2 separate regions of the Capra hircus genome follow, and region 1 is linked to region 2. The links are chromatin contacts, called in public Hi-C maps. All regions are on one chromosome and are shown on one strand. Each heading gives the region's core, a stretch centred on a gene start, on an enhancer-like site or on the middle of the called end of the contact. The rest is flanking DNA. Distances are from core to core; before and after follow the strand shown.

Region 1 (3,934 bases), core at 801-3,300, 110 kb before region 2:
TCTTATTTATAATTGTGTGTTCCACACCAGTGTGAATCAGGAGGTGTTGAGGCCACAGTGAGTGTGGGGAAGCACTGAAGCTCAGGCTAGAAATTCCACTTGAATAGAAACAACTTAATTCTATTCACCACCACAGCCCCAGAAAAGAGTGCTGAATTTGATCATTAATGACCATTCAGAGATCATGCAGTGTTGGGCGGCACTGGGCAAAGAGGAGAAAAACATTAAGTATTTTCAGATTGATTTTAATTAGACAGTATTAAAAAACACTAAAAATACCTAGCACATGAATCATACTTAGTTTATGGAAGCTATTATTATCACTTATGAGTTTCCCGGGTGACATTAGTGGTAAAGAACCCGCGTGTCACTGCAGGAGACATAAGAGACACAGGTTCGATCCCTGGGTCAAGAAGATCCCCTGGAGGAGGAAATGGCAACCCACTCCAGTATTCTTACCTGGAGAATCCCACAGACAGAGGAGCCTGGCGGACTGCAGTCCATGGAGTTGTGGAGAGTTGGACATAATTTAGTGACTAAAGCAAGTATTAATTAAATTAATCAGTAGTATCTGCCAAGAGGTAAAGAAATAGTGTCCAGAGAGGTTGCAAGAGAAGCCAGGAAAAGATATGGCCCAAATGCAAATGAGGCAAAGCTTTTCTTAATTATAAAATTAGATTGTTATGAATGTTCAAACTACCACACAATTGCACTCATCTCACACACTAGTAAAGTAATGCTTAAAATTCTCCAAGCCAAGCTTCAGCAATACGTGAACCGTGAAATTCCTGATGTTCAAGCTGGTTTTAGAAAAGGCAGAGGAACCAGAGATCAAATTGCCAACATCTGCTGGATCATGGAAAAAGCAAGAGAGTTCCAGAAAAAGAGCTTTCTGCTTTATTGACTATGACAAAGCCTTTGATTGTGTGGATCACAAGAAAGTGTGGAAAATTCTGAAAGAGATGGGGATACCAGACCACCTGACTTGCCTCTTGAGAAATCTGTATGCAGGTCAGGAAGCAACAGTTAGAACTGGACAGGGAACAATAGACTGGTTCCAAATAGGAAATGGAATATGTCAAGGCTGTATATTGTTACCCTGCTTATTTAACTTCTATGCAGAGTACATCATGAGAAACGCTGGGCTGAAGAAGCACAAGCTGGAATCAAGATTCCCGGGAGAAATGTCAGTAACCTCAGATGTGCAGATGCCACCAACCTTATGGCAGAAAGTGAAGAGGAACTAAAAAGCCTCTTGATGAAAGTGAAAGAGGAGAGTGAAAAAGTTGGCTTAAAGCTCAGCATTCAGAAAACGAAGATCATGGCCTCTGGTCCCATCACTTCGTGGGAAATAGCTGGGGAAACAGTGGAAACGGTGTCAGACTTTATCTTTTGGGGCTCCAAAATCACTGCAGATGGTGATTGCAGCCATGAAATTAAAAGACGCTTACTCCTTGGAAGGAAAGTTATGACCAACCTAGACAGCATATTCAAAAGCAGAGACATTACTTTGCCGACTCAGGTCCGTCTAGTCAAGGCTATGGTTTTTCCAGTGGTCATGTATGGATGTGAAGAGTTGGACTGTGAAGAAAGCTGAGCGCCAAAGAATTGATGCTTTTGAGCTGTGGTGTTGGAGAAGACTCTTGAGAGTCCCTTGGACTGCTAAGAGATCCAACCAGCCCATTCTGAAGGAGATCAGTCCTGGGTGTTCATTGGAAGGATGCTAAAGCTGAAACTCCAATACTTTGGCCACCTCATGGGAAGAGTTGACTCATTGGAAAAGACTCTGATGCTGGGAGGGATTGGGGCCAGGAGGAGAAGGGGACGACAGAGGATGAGATGGTTGGATGGCATCACCGACTCGATGGACATGAGTTTGCGTGAACTCCGGTAGCTGGTGATGGACAGGGAGGCCTGGCATGCTGCAATTCATGGGGTCACAAAGAGTCGGAGACAACTGAGCGACTGAAGTGAACTGAACTGAACTGAACTGACCGTAAAGAGCCTGCCCGCAATGCAGGAGGCGTGAGTTCCATCCCTGGATGCGGAAGATCTCCTGGAGAAGGAAATGGCAACACACTCCAGTATTCTTGCCTAGAAAAATCCCACGGACGGAGGAACCTGGCGGCTACATACAGTCAATAGGATCTCAAAGAATCGCACACGATTGAGCGACTACACCTTCACTCTCAACTTTTATTTGGACATCACACAATGATTTGTTGGATGACTTGTACAAGCAGATGAGAAAAGTCTATGTTGTTATACATGCTACCTCCACTAGGAGGCAGCTCGGAGTCATAAAAGCACTGACAACAGTCTGTAATTAGAAGGGAAAAACAGTCTGTCGTATTAGCTAGATAAAGCTGTTTGGAAAAACCCATTTCATTTTTTAAAAATTTAACCATATACCTGTGAAACTTTGCCTCTGATCACTACTACTCATTGGAAATGATGGTCTCCAAAACTTAAAAACAGGTGGCTCTAGAGTTAAATTTTCTGTTAAAAAGTAAAGTGTCTTCCTGGCTTGGTTAGACATCCTATACGAATTGTTAATTTTTCTTTTTCTAAAATTTTTGTTGACTATATTTAAAAACGTGGAGTCTTTTATGTAGTAATCTGGCTTTCCAGATCAAACATTTTAAGAGCCCACAATTCACACAGGACACCACACAAAGCTCCCTCTGCTTGGGCTGCTCAAAATCTTCATTGAGAGTTAAATATGAGGAGGAAAGGAAAAGTGGACAGTTTTCCTGCAAGAGCTGCCAAGCCCTTGTGTGTTTTCTCAATCCCATTTGAGCGACATTACTTACAATATTAACCTGACCTTATTTTTCCATCATTCCTAGGCTTCTTATATCCTAGAAACACAGTTTCTGTATTTAGCAATATCTGCTTTAAAAAAAAAGTTTAAAAATTTCCAGAAGGAAGATAGAATTAAGAAAGTCAAATGCAGTTCTGATGAGATGGATGAAACTGGAGCCGATTATACAGAGTGAAGTAAGCCAGAAAGAAAAACACCAATACAGTATACTAACACATATATATGGAATCTAGAAAGATGGCAATGATGACCCTGTATGCAAGACAGCAAAAAAGACACAGATGTGTACAGCGGACTTTTGGACTCAGAGGGAGAGGGAGAGGGTGGGATGATTTGGGAGAATGGCATTGAAACATGTATACTATCATCTAAGAATCGAATCGCAAGTCTATGTCCGATGCAGGATACAGCATGCTTGGGGCTGGTGCACGGGGATGACCCAGAGGGATGTTATGGGGAGGGAGGTGGCAGGGGGGTTCATGTTTGGGAATGCATGTACACCCGTGGTGGATTCATGTCAATGTATGGCAAAACCAATACAGTATTGTAAAGTAAAATAAAGTAAAAATAAAAATTTTAAAAAAAAAGAAAGTCAAGTGCAAGAAAAGATTATTGGATCTGATCATTAATAACCATTCAGAGATCAAGTTCACCACAGTCCCTGGTGGCTCAGACGGTAAAGCGTCTCTCTACAATGCAGGAGACCCAGATTCGATCTTTTGGGTTGGGAAGATCCCCTGGAGAGGGAAATGGCCACTCCAGTACTATTGCCTGGAAATACCCATGAACAGAGAGGAGCCTGGTAGGCTACAGTCCATGGGGTCACAAAGAGTCAGACATGACTGAGTCACACACCAAACTTGCCACAAATTCCTCTCTGATCACACTCTGCGGAATTTCCCAGAAAAGAATACTGGAGTGGGTTGTAAGTTTGGTAGTGACAGCTACGAGGGAGCCAGTGGGTACCCAGAGGGGAGTAGCAGGGACCAGCCAAAGTTCTACCCCCCTTACAGACAAGACGGTGGTTTCAAGTGGTTATAAATACGAGCACTGGAAGCAAAGTTCCTAGGTTCTGATCTCAGCTCTGCCATTCAACAACTGTGCTATTTG
Region 2 (4,150 bases), core at 894-3,393:
ATTTGGGGATCCACTAAGATATTATTTGTGCTCTAGGTCCTTTGATTATAACCATCAGGTGGATGTATAAAAAAAAGAACCAAATTAAAGCAAAGTTACATTTTTCTTGAACTGTGTATTGTAAAAATTTTATTGCAGAGTCTCATCTAAAGAAAAGAATCCACCTGCCAGTACAGGAGATGCGGGTTGGATCCCTGTGTCTGGAAGATCCCTGGAGAAGGAAATGGCCACCCACTCCAGTATTCTTGCCTGGAGAATCCCCATGGACAGAGAAGCCTGGCGGGCTACCGTCCATGGGGTGGCAGAGTCGGACACGACTGAGCGACTAAGCGCACAGCGTGTACTTCTAAAGTCTGTATGAAGGTTCAGTTCTTGGCCTCCTCTTTTCTACATATGCAGCATTGCCTGTGCCTGGAACATCCCCTATACACTACTTTCTCTTGTCCAGCCTCAGCCCTCTCATCCCCTCTGCTTTTATTCTAGTTAACTCTTGCTGTTAAGCCTCTGCTGAAGCCCTACCTCCTGAAGTCATAAGAGCTTCAGGAAGCGTTCCTGAAGTCATGAGAGCTCATACCCCATGTGTTTCCACTTCTGTAATCCTCACGACGCACCTTCGCTACTTGTTTCATGTCCATTTTCTCCATAAATTGTAAATTCCATCCAGGCAGAAACTTGCTCTTTGTATCTCTAGCGTGCACCCTTCAATAGACTTGGCTCTCCTAGGAATGAAATATCCATCTGATTTTCATATTCTGATGCAGAAGAACCATCTCCCCAGCTTTCCCATCCCCTTTTCCCTCTCTCCTTTTTTGTCCTTTTTGAATAAGCTTAGTTGCAGACAGAGAGCGTGTTAGCCCAGACAGCCCCCTCCAGTGCAGTAATCACAACATCTCTTCCAGAATGTTCTTTGTTTGAAATCCTGCTAAAAAATACTCAAGTTCAGCCTGACTACACAAATGATGCTTCAGAGATAACAGAATTATTTGTTTTTCAAAAATAATGTTTTCTCTTGCTCATATGCTCACAGCAAAGCTTGCGTGATATGAATAAATGTTATTAAAAGTCCAGGTCATCCTCAAGGGTTATATAAGCCTGTTGTGGGAAAGTTTGTGGTCACAGAAGGAGTGTTAGAGTTTGGGGAGAGAAGAGGACTCAGGAAGCAGCCGAGCCTGTCTGTTGCTGGGTTTCCCTCATCTGGAGATTCATGTGAGGCTCAACAAGAGACTCTCACCTGTCCAGCCCTTCAGGTTATTAGCATCTGCGGAATCAAAGGGAGGAATTACTGATCTGTGACTGGAAGAAAGTGCTTAGGCACTACCTCTGGGTGCTCATATAGAAAGAACATTTCACGAATGCACATTCAGCGGGTCATTCTGGTTTTCCTGATTTTTACCTCTGGCCACTGGCTGCAGTCCATGAGGTTGCTAAGAGTCGGACACGACTGAGCGACTTCACCTTCACTTTTCACTTTCATGCATTGGAGACGGAAATGGCAACCCACTCCAGTGTTCTTGCCTGGAGAATCCCAGGGAGGGGGAGCCTGGTGGGCTGCCGTCTATGGGGTCGCACAGAGTCGGGCACGACTGAAGCGACTTAGCAGCAGCAGCAACGCCAGTTTCTAGATACTTTGTTCTAGACGCCCTGCTTTTACCAGATACCTTGCGCCCTCTGGTGGTGAATATGAAGTACAACAGCACAGTCAGCTTGGTTCACTTTACCTGAAAATTCCATGGACTGAGAGGCTCCTCAGAGCCTGGTAGGCTACAGTCCATGGCCTCGCAAAGAGTCGGACACGACTGAGCGACTTCACTTTCACTTTCACTTTCACCTGAACCCTGTAAAGACTATGAAATGGTAGGTGATTTTTTCCTCAATTATGACTGTGATCTGTTTCCAAATATTTGCATATTAATCATTAAGTTTCAGTTTAGTGGGTATTAAGTGCCTTGCCTGGTTAAGCATAAATTTACAACTGGAATATTTCAATCCTAGCACTTTACAGTGGTTCTCAAGTTTTGATGTGCGAAAGAATCACCAGAGAAATCTGATTAAAGCTCCAGTTCCCAACCACAGCTCCAGACGTCCTTGTTCAGCAGGCTTTGGGTTTCCCAGAAATAGGCCCATTTAAAATGAGCCCCCGGGGGATTCGCTGGTGGCTCAGTGGTAAAGAATCTGTCTGCCAGTTTCAGAGTTAGGATTGGCACAAGAGAAGCCTCTGCGATGAGAAGCCCGCTTGCTTCAGCTGGAGAAAAGCCCATCAGCCACGGAGACCCAGGACAGCCAAAAATAAGTGCATAATTAGTTATCCTTTAAAAGACAAGCCTCTGACGAGGTCGACCTGTGTGAGCTATTCATTGAGAAATGCTGGCTTAAATACTAACAGTACGGATTTGGAACCAAACCCAAGTCCCGTCTCTGCCGGTAGTATGACATTGGATTGTTCCATCTGTAAGAAGGCAGTGAGAATATCTACTCCATAGATCTGTCGCAGGATAAAACGAGACCCCAATATAAAGGGCTTGGCAGGATCTGGTCATGACAGGGATCCAGTACATGCCAGCTCTTATTATGTGTAGTATTGATTTAATTAGGTCAAACTATGAGCGACTTCCCTTTCACTTTTCACTTTCATGCATTGGAGAAGGAAATGGCAACCCACTCCAGTGTTCTTGCCTGGAGAATCCCCGGGACGGGGGAGCCTGGTGGGCTGCCGTCTATGGGGTGGCACAGAGTCGGGCACAACTGAAGCGACTTAGCAGCAGCATAGGGCAGAGAAGACCAGGGGATTTTCTGGATCAAAAAGGCGTTCAGTCTTTGGCTCTGAGCTCTCTGTAGTGAGATGCTGCCGTGGATGGAAACCCACTCCCTCATTCCCAAAGACAAAGAGGGGCAGCTGTCCCCAGGAAGACAAGTGGCACTGTACCGGGGCGCTTCAGGGATGTTAAGCAGCCTGGGAGGAAAAGCGCTTTGAAAAAAAATGCTTAAGGGCAGGGAAAATACTTTTATACATCTTTGTACCTCTTGGGCCAGAGGAGTAAAAGAGAAGTTGGCAGCTCTCCTATATAATTTGATATTAAGGGAACAACTGCTGTTTTTCTCTCTATAAGATGTTTAGGATTCACACACACACACTGCTACATATAAAATGGATAACTAGCAAGGACCTACTGTGTAGCACAGGAAACTATACTCAGTATTTTTAATAACCTATAAGGGAAGAGAATCTGAAAAAGAATAGATACATCTGTGTGCACAACGGGATCACTTTGATGTACATCTGAAACTAACACATTGTAAACCAAATATACTTCAATAAAAAATTAATGTCAAAATAAGATAAAATGGGCCCAAAGAGTTCTGAAGAACAAATGCGTGGAGATATGTGTAAACCCCTTAGTGTGATGATTGACACCGGTAGTGCTTGCAAAATATGGTTATTTTTCCCATCTCTTCCAGCCTGAATGTATCTGTAGTATCATTTTCAGAGACAGGTATTGATCAGGAGAAGGGAAACAGATGCTTTAGATGTATAGTAAGATTTTAGCAGTGTTTCTGTTTTTTTTAAAATCTGTATTTCCTCTGGTAAACTTAAAAGTCACACTGTTTAAAATATATATATCCAAGTTTAATATTTCATATAGAAGAAGTCATATATATGTATAATATATGTATGTATGTGTACACAGGCTATCAGGCAGTTATAGAGAGCAAAGTTATGTAATGACTCATCAGGTTGTGCAGTCAATATGCACTATCCTATTGATACACTTTAATCCATGCTTATGTTCATCTCCTGTGTATCTGCAAATTTTTCCCAGTACAGCATTAGTTGGCACTTCTCACCTTAATGTAATTGTAGCCTTTCCTGGGAAACTTAAACATCCGGGTTGTCATGTCCATAGATGCACCACTAGAGGGAGCCACTCCATAACAGGTGAGTGAAGTTGCTCAGTCGTGTCCAACTCTTTGCAACCCCATGGGCCTGCCACGCTCCTCTGTCCATGGGATTTTCCAGGCAAGAGTACTGGAGTGGGTTGCCATTTCCTTCTCCAGAGGATCTTCTCAACCCAGGGATCGAACCTGGGTCTCCCACATTATAGGCAGACGCTTTACTGTCTGAGCCACCAGGGAAATCCATAACAGGTGAGGT

What was found. Hi-C and Micro-C count contacts between places; a contact is called where the count stands out from the background.
Region 1: a contact with region 2 is called in a Hi-C map of blood, with 5 times the contacts expected there. The contact joins two enhancer-like sites. A contact is called at or near these places in 2 of 5 Hi-C or Micro-C datasets (both in blood).

What each region holds. Positions count from the first base shown.
Region 1 is chr26:40,835,972-40,839,905 of ARS1.2, reverse strand. The region is part of intron 1 of ANKRD22 (ankyrin repeat domain-containing protein 22); the gene reads right to left. Among named protein-coding and RNA genes, the nearest start is that of ANKRD22, 17 kb to the right of the region's middle. Within about 2 kb of position 2,050, at least 1 of the 5 cell types and tissues checked has an H3K27ac peak or open chromatin away from gene starts, as enhancers often do.
Region 2 is chr26:40,728,599-40,732,748 of ARS1.2, reverse strand. No RefSeq gene overlaps it. Among named protein-coding and RNA genes, the nearest start is that of ACTA2, 20 kb to the right of the region's middle. Within about 2 kb of position 2,143, at least 1 of the 5 cell types and tissues checked has an H3K27ac peak or open chromatin away from gene starts, as enhancers often do.